Linked DNA regions of Sus scrofa: region 2 is linked to region 1. The links are chromatin contacts, called in public promoter capture Hi-C maps. All regions are on one chromosome and are shown on one strand. The core of a region is the stretch at or near the end of the contact, and the rest is flanking DNA. Distances in the headings are between cores, read along the strand shown. Region 1 holds the start of RNF8 (E3 ubiquitin-protein ligase RNF8). Region 2 holds the start of MDGA1 (MAM domain-containing glycosylphosphatidylinositol anchor protein 1).

The links. Promoter capture Hi-C pulls out the DNA fragments that hold promoters and counts their contacts.
Region 2: a contact with region 1 is called in a promoter capture Hi-C map of fetal skeletal muscle, with 7 times the contacts expected there. The contact joins the promoter of MDGA1 here to the promoter of RNF8 in region 1. A contact is called at or near these places in 1 of 5 promoter capture datasets (fetal skeletal muscle), 1 of 47 Hi-C or Micro-C datasets (omental adipose tissue) and 2 of 2 datasets of contacts at active chromatin or transcription factors (alveolar macrophages and skeletal muscle).

What each region holds. Positions count from the first base shown.
Region 1 is chr7:32,929,533-32,933,418 of Sscrofa11.1, forward strand. RNF8 (E3 ubiquitin-protein ligase RNF8) reads left to right here and starts at 2,254. Exons shown (of 8, transcript XM_005665930.3): 1 at 2,254-2,562. The coding sequence starts at 2,452.
Region 2 is chr7:33,267,791-33,271,856 of Sscrofa11.1, forward strand. It overlaps MDGA1 (MAM domain-containing glycosylphosphatidylinositol anchor protein 1), which reads right to left and starts at 1,423. Exons shown (of 17, transcript XM_001924567.4): 1 at 416-1,423. The coding sequence starts at 482.

The sequences.
Region 1 (3,886 bases), core at 1,004-3,503:
AAAATCACCCCCAGCTGAGAACCACATAAGGGAAGATCTAGAGGAAGTGGAGCAATAAAATACCCAAATCTTAGAAGGCATTGATTCCAAACTATTTTATTCATACACTCTTGGTATCAAAACAAAGTCTGAGCATACAGCCTGGTATATGAATTTTTATTGATGCGTATGTCTAAAATGTCTGGAAGCAGTAACATCCCAGTAGCAATAAGCACACCGGTGCCCAGATCTTGATTTCTAATGCCACTTTCTAATAAAAGGAACTAGGCTCCTTAGAGAAATGGCTCATGCTAGGTCTAGAGCATCTCATGCTAGAAAGTTAGGAAGTGCTCACTAAAACATAACGATGGGAGTGTATGTCAAAGGGACATACCTGAAAGAGCTCTCAACAGGCAAAGAAGGAACATTTTGAGCATCAAAATAAAGTGGTATTGGGTTATAGCACAAAGTATACAGAAGTTATTTATGAGTTCATAGTGATATAATAAATGACTCCATAAATCAATGGGGAGAAGAGACAAATTTCTCGTGCAGAAGAATTCCAAGTCATGTATATAGAAACCATACTTTTAAGGAACTCCTTATGTGTGGGTTGGGCAGTGCCTTCCTTCCAAAAGGCACAGTACAGAAAAGGGGGAAAGAGTAACTTTATAGTAGAGAAACCTGACAAACACCACCTCAGCAGGGTTATCAAGATTAATGTCAGTAGTGATAATTCACATTGATAGCTTGTAACCTTAATGTGGCACTAGAATAGCACTCGACCTCTGTGGTCTTCCCAACACCTACAAGCCCGTCTAATCATGAGAAAAATATCAGCTAGATCCCAGTTAAGGAATATTCTACAAAATACCTGCTCGTATTCCTTAAAATTGTCAAGGTCATCAAAAACAAGGGAAGTCCAAGAAACTGTCACAGCCCACAAGAGCTTAGGGAGACATGCCAACTAAATGTCAGGATGGCCTTACGTGCACTTGCTGATCCTGGGACAAAACACTAAGGTGGGATGAAAGCATAGCAGTCACCCTTCCAAAGGTTAGGGAAGCATCTCCGTGAATGCAGGTAAGTCTCCACCAATTTTCCTGACCCTCTGTGACATCAAAGGCTGAAATTTCTTTTCTTTTTTTTGGCCTGCCTGTAGCATGCGGAAGTTCCCTGGCTAGGGATCATCAAACCCACGCTACAGCAGTGACCCAGGCCACCGCAGTGACAATGCCAGATCCTTAACTGGTTGTGCCACAGGGGAACTACTGTCCCTCTTTTCTCATCATCTCTAAAGTAGGAATTATAATTGTAACCACCATCGTCACATCTTTTGTGAGAAGCAAGTAAAATAAATTATGCAGGGTGCTTGGTCAAGTCCTTAGTTCTCAATAAACATCAGCCACTTACTATTGCACTTTGTATGATTCATTTATAATACATTTTTTTCCTCTTGACAGAGTTTAAGAAAACTGTGAACCAGGTGTTGGAAAATCAAAACGACCAAAGGGGGCATTGAGTGATTACAGAGGTAGTTACTACAGGGAGCAGCTACCAGACTATTCTGGAGAATCAAAGGAAAGAATCTGAGTTTGCTGTTTTTTCATTTTTTTAATTAACAGCTTTATTGAGGATAACTTACACACCATAAAATTCATTGGAAGTGTATGCTTCAAAGGACTTTTTAGTAAATATATACAGCTGTGCAATCATTACCATAATCTAATTTCATTTTCACTTTTTTAATTGAAATGCAATTGACATACAATATTATGTTCCAGTGTACATCAGAAAGCAGTTTTAGAACATTTTTATCACCTCTGAAAATTCCCTCAACTCTATTTGCATTCGACACCCCCCACTCCCTCTTCCACACCTGGCCCCAGGTTAACACTGCTCTCTGCTTGGCAAGACTTGTCTAGTACAGTGTAAGTTAAAAAAATTCGGCAATAAAAGATCGTGCAAACGAGATGCTATTTAGAAACAGGGTTCACGGATTTAAAAATGATCACAAGTTAAAAGTTGTTTATAATTTCAAATAACATAGAAAGCATCATAAAGCAAAATTTTTAAAAGCGAGAAGAAAGGTTAGAAGAGGCTCCAGTTTGAGGCAGCTAGAACTGAAGTTGGGGCGCTACAAAGGGAGAGTAAGGTGTCACATGGGAGCTTCAGAGTGTAGCGCACACCAGTACCGGACCTGAGGCTACACCACCCTCACCTGAGCCAACCCGCCCCAGCCCTGGTCTCGCGCAGGCGCAGTGACTCCGGCTTGCCTGCGGGGAGCGGGCTGGGGGCGGAGCCCGAACGAGCGTTTGCATCGATCGCGAGCTCCTAGCGATTGCTTCTGTCTGTACTGTTAGTATGGCGTCCGCGAGAAAGCGGAGAGGCGGCGGGAACTCGGGTCGGGTCTCGCTCTGTGCTGACAGCAACCTCGCTCTGTACTGACAGCAACCCAGGGCCGAGTGGGCTATGGGGGAGCCCGGCTCCCTGGTCACGGGAGGCCGCGCCGGTGACCGGAGCTGGTGCTTGCGGCGGGTGGGGATGAACGCCGAGTGGCTGCTGCTGGAGGACGGAAAAGAGGTGAGGGGGAGGGGTCCTACTGATGCGAGGAAGGGGGTTGGAGGAGGTGGGGCAGGAGGGAGGCCAGGCGTCCCGACAGGGTGAGGTAGGGATGAATGGTAAAGAGGAGGTGGGGGAGGAAGAGGAGAGAGAGGTGAAGGCTGGGTCCTGGAGGAGGGAAAGTAGAAAGGAGTCTGGTGCGAGCTGTTGGGGTGTCTGAGGTGGGGGGTGTCAGGGGAAGTAGGACAGCCTGGGAGAAAAGATGGCCACTTCCGGAGCGGCCTAAGCCGGAGGGAAGAGCTGGGACCGATGTCCGGGTTGCGAAAAGAAGCCTGGAAGAGGGGCCGAAGGAGAGGTGGCCGTAGGGGTGGCCCAGAACCTGAGGACTGCTGGGGTTTTGTGGGGGAAGGAGGCGACTAGGTTGATGGGTTAGGGGTCTAGGACCTGTTGGGGTCGCACGAAGCTCTGCAGCCCCCTGCCAGGGAGGCGGAGCTGCCCCAACTTCGGAGTCAGAATGGCCCACGGTCGGGGGAGGGGGGAAACAGCTGCTGAGAGAGTGAACTTTTTCAAGTTTCTTTTAAAAAAGATTTCAAGTTTGGGTCGGGTCCCTTAAAATACTCAGACTATAACGTTAAAATGGCTTCTGTCTTTCCAACTCTGGGGAAAATTGGCGCTTTGGTGTGGGCCACAATTACCCTGAGTCTGGGTACTGCCCATTGGCATTCTCTGAGATGGGTTGGGGTAGGTAGGGCTTCAGAAATATAATAATTCTCTCTAAAAGGCTGCTTATAATGTTCTCTAATGGAATCATAAATGCAAAATTTTCCTTCTTTTTTGTTTTTTAGGGCCAAACCCACAGCATATGGAAGTTCCCAGGCTAGGGATCAAATTGGAGCTACAGCTGCCGGCCTAGCCACAGCCACAGCAACCCAGGATCCTAGCAGCGCTGGGACCTACACCACAGCTCAGGGCAACACCAGATCTCCGCCCCACTGAGCAACGCCAGGTATTGAGCTCTTGTCCTCATGGATACTAATGAGATTCGTTTCTGCTCTGCCCCAACAGGAACTTGCCAAAACAAAAATTTTAAAGAGGGTAGATTTGGCATGGTTTCAGTTCAGGGCTGCTAGACTAGGGTAATGGTTCTGGAGAAGGTGATGTTAGAGAGAAGGGGAGTAGAGAGAGTGCAGTCAGCTTGGGAAGTAGGGCTAGATCAGAGACCAGCTTGTAGTGATGGGAACCATTTGGGTTTGGGAAATGATATGTGTGGAAAATAAGTCTTTTGATTATAATGTATGTTTAAGTAGATTTTTCCTCTAAGTTACACAGTCACAATTCAGTTTCC
Region 2 (4,066 bases), core at 173-2,672, 340 kb after region 1:
CGCGCGCAACTCTGGATCGTGCCTCGCTCGGCTTCCACACCAGAGGCCGAGCCAGGGGAGGATGAGGTTTTAGTGCAAGTCCCTTCCCCAGCCGCCGGTGTGCGATCCGTCAGGGTCTCCCGAGCCAGCTGGGTGCACTCAAGGGTTCCGAGTCATTCCTGCCATTGGCAGCGTTTGGAAAGTGGGTACCACCTCCCCTGGCATCCCCGGCTTCACGCCAGACCATACGACCCGTCTCGGTGCTCTGGAGCAGCTAGCTCCATCTCCTCGAGCTCTGGAAAAGGGCGGAGACCCCGGCATCCACTCCAGAGTCTGAGCCGGGGTACCCACCAAACCCCGGCGGCGCGCGCTTTGCGCCTCTTGCAAAGTTTCCGCGCGGTGCTAAGCCGGCCTGGAGCGGCACGCGGGCTCTTACCGTAGACTCCTTGTGCCCGGCAGTGAAAGGGGATTAGCGCCAGAAGTAGAAGGCAGGTCACCTCCATCTTCACGGCCGGTGCTTCATCCCCGCGAGGCGGCGCAGCCCGAGAGGCGCCGGGGGGCGCATCCGCCGGGGCCCCGCGATGCCCCTTGCGTCTCCCGTTCCCGGAGAGGCGACGGAGTAGGCGGCCCCAGCGATGGAGACCGGGAGACTAAGGAGGCGGCGGTGGCGGCGAGCCGGGTTTCTCCTCTGGCGGGGCCGCTGCCCGCGTGGGGACGCAGGGGGCGCTGGCCGGCCCCGGGTGCCTCCGCGCGCCCGGCGCAGCAGCCAGCGCCCCAGCCCACGGAGCCCGGCTGCCGAGCCTCCCCGGGTTCCAGGAGTGTCTGCTCGGTGTTCTGGGCGCCAGGGACCCCTCTGCAGAGGCGGAGGCTCTTGGATCCAACAGGCCACCGACGACTGACAAACTTGTCGTTTCCCCGCCCAGGGGACGACCCTCAGCGGAACGGGGGCGGGGAGGCCCGGGCTCCTCTCGGGTTAATCCGCTGTCTCCAGTCCTGCGGCTGGTGCTGGGGGCTCAACGGCCTGACCCAAGGGGGCTGGGTTGGGCGTCCTCTCGGAGGCAAAAAGCCCCGGCTTTGGCCCTCCTGAGCACGGGAGAAGGGCTGGGCTCCGCCGAGGGGCTAGAGCCACGGGTCCCGAGTCCGCGAAGTTAGCCCAGCCACCGAGGAACCTCGGGGAGCGATCGCGCCCTGGCGCCCCGCGGGACTCAGGAGAGCAATTCCATTCAAGAGAGACCCCAGAACGCGGGGAAAGAAGGAAAGTTTGAGTCGTTTGAAAAATATTCGCGCTCTCGCCGAGGCCGGGGCTGCGGCGCGGGAGCCGCTCGCCTCCTCCGCTCGTCGCGCTCCGCTCCCGCCGTCTGGACGCGGCCCGAGGCTCTCCCGGGCTCGCGCTCTCGGGAAAACCGGGCTGCGCCGCGCCCCAAGTTGATCGTCCCCGCCCCCGCCCGGCGGCCTCCGCCAGCGGGGGCCCAGAGCAGGCGGGGCCGGGCCGGGCTCCCGGGCGCGGCGGCCGCTAGGCTCCGGGCCGCGGGAGCACTCCGCTCGCTCGGCAACTTGGGCTCCGCTGTGCTGCTTTCCCCCTCCTCCGAGCTTTTCATTCCGCGCTCTCCCCCCACCCCGCCCCACACGCCTCCCTCTCTCCTCCCTCCTCCTCGCGTCTCCTCGTTCGGTCTCTCGCTCTCCCACCCTTTGTCGCTCGCTCTCCTGTTTGATTCCCCTCCAGTTAAAAAAAGGAGCCAATTAAAGGCAGCCCAGCTCGCCCGGCCCAGCCTCTGTCCAATTTCCTCGCCTCCCCCAGGACCAATTAGAGAAAACAAAACAGGGCTGGGGGAAGCAGACTGCCTTTCTCTTTCTTTCTCTCTCTCTCTCTCTCTCTCTCTCTCTCCTCTCTCTCTCTCTCTCTCATTCTCTCCCTCTCCTCCCCCCTTCTCTCTCTCCGCCCCCACCCCACCCCCAGCAGGAAAATGTCAGAAAGCAGAAATGGATCCATCCATCCAGAGGACAGTGGCGAAGGGACAAGGGTTTTGGCGCGGGCTCTGCAGCGCGCTCACACACTCGCTCTTCGCCCGCCCTTGCTCACCCGGACCGGGTGCACTGATCCCAGTACGCTAGCTAGGCAGACGCGGACGTTCGCTCCGGGGACTCTAGCCTAGCCTGCGGGGCACTGCACACTTTGTAAATGTTTCGCACTTTGCCGCGGGGGGTGGGGGAGGGGAACTGAAGCGAGGGTCGAAGGGAAAGGCCGGGGCGCCAGCAGTGCTCGGGGTCCTGCAGGCGCGCGAGCTGGTCGCCTGCTGTGGGTCTGCAGGGCTGTCTGCTCCGCCCGGGAGTCCCTCCGCCCCCGGCCGAGCCCCGCCCCTTTCCAGACAGCCGAGGCCTCTCCCCGCGTCAGGCGTGGGGGCCCTCGCCGGAGCAGCTGGAGTAGCCGGGGGCTGAGAGGGCGAGATCAGAGCTCCTCCTGCCCGTGCCTCTGCCCACAGGTTGCCAACAGGTTTGTCGGCAGGACCCCGTAGCCAGAGCTCCCCAGGCCACCACCCCATTCTCCCCAGCTCGTCCCTCTCCCCATCCTGCCTCCCCTCAGGACCTCAAGCGCGCCCAAGCGCCCCAGAGGCGCCCTCTCTTTCAGCAGCCAAGCCAGGGGCCGGCTCCAGCCGCGAGGTCTCGCGCTCCCGGACTCCGCTACCTCCACCCGGCCCTCTGGGAGCAGGGGTGGGAAGAGCGCTGTTCCCGAACGCCGGCGGGGAGAGGCAAAGGCTAGGAAGCAGAGCGGGCGGCCTCCCCCGCACCTCCGATCGCTTCCCCCTACCCCGGTCTGGCTAATCTCACCTGCTCCACCTGTCGCCGTTATTTATCTCGGCGTGTGCGCCAGGATTGTATTAGGGCGGCCCCTGGGAGCGCGGAAAACCGCAGCAGCTAACAAGCCGGGAGATTACCAACCCTCCCCCCACCCCCGGAACTGTTTAATCTCCTGGGTGTGATGGTGGTCCACGACTCTACGCATCTGTCCAAACTCAAAAGAATGGACACCGAAAAGACAACGTTTCAGTTTGTAAATCAAAACAAAAATTCAAATAATAAAAATATGCCATCCCTTTCCTAGGCCCATTTCCTGCTGGGTCCCTCTTCTCCTGTCCTTCCAGGGGCTGCCCCTCACAGGAGCACGTGCCCCCAACTTCTCGGGTGGGGCAGCAGGAGTGTGAGGTGTCAGGAGGAATTCCAGGCAGGGGTGGGGGCGTGGGGGGGACGTGTCTCCAGGTGACACCTCCTCACCTTCCTTTCTGTCTCAGGAAGTCCGAGATCATTTGAAGAATCTTGTTCTCCAGCCAACTTCTTCTTGATTGTACCTCCTCCATTCCCTCCTTTTTATTCTCTCCTTCCTTTCCTGTGGGTCCAAAGGGAACCAAACACAATTTAGTGCTGGGCACCCAGCAGATGCCAGCCAAAGATTTGTTAAAATGATCGAATGATCCCCATCATACCACGGACCTAGGATACCTTCAATGTGCTTCCTGGTAAAAAGCCTTGGTGTCTCGTTTCTCTGTACATAAGCCTGCAACACTGTCTACGCCCCACTACCCGCCCCCCAAAGAGACAAATCCACCTTCTGCCCTGCAGAGATACAGAGCCTCCCCTTCCTAGTCTGAGAAGGAAATGACAGCAATCGAGGGTGTGATGATGAGCAGCTTCTTTTATTGTTATCTTCTGCCCATTATTTGAAAACCATCACCTCCTCCAGGAAGCTCTCGGGGAGTGATCACAGCAATTTCCACTCTCCTCGGCTTTGCTCATGTTGAGTTGAATGAGCACGTATCCATGTCTGTTTTTCAGTTAGCTTGTCCAACACCAAATAGAAGTTAATTGCTCCTCTTTTGCTTTGGGGGTGCATCACTAGTAGACAAGGAACCCAACTGACTCAGCTGCAGTCTCTGAACACCTACTCTAGCCTGGAGGAGAGAGAAGACTCCTGATGAGGGAGTAATAGAGGGGAGGGAGGAGCAGAGGACCAAATTCTAGCCAAGATGGGGTTGAACATTTGCTGCAGCTAATCCACTTGTGAATACTCTGCAGCTAATTGTATGCAGTGTAA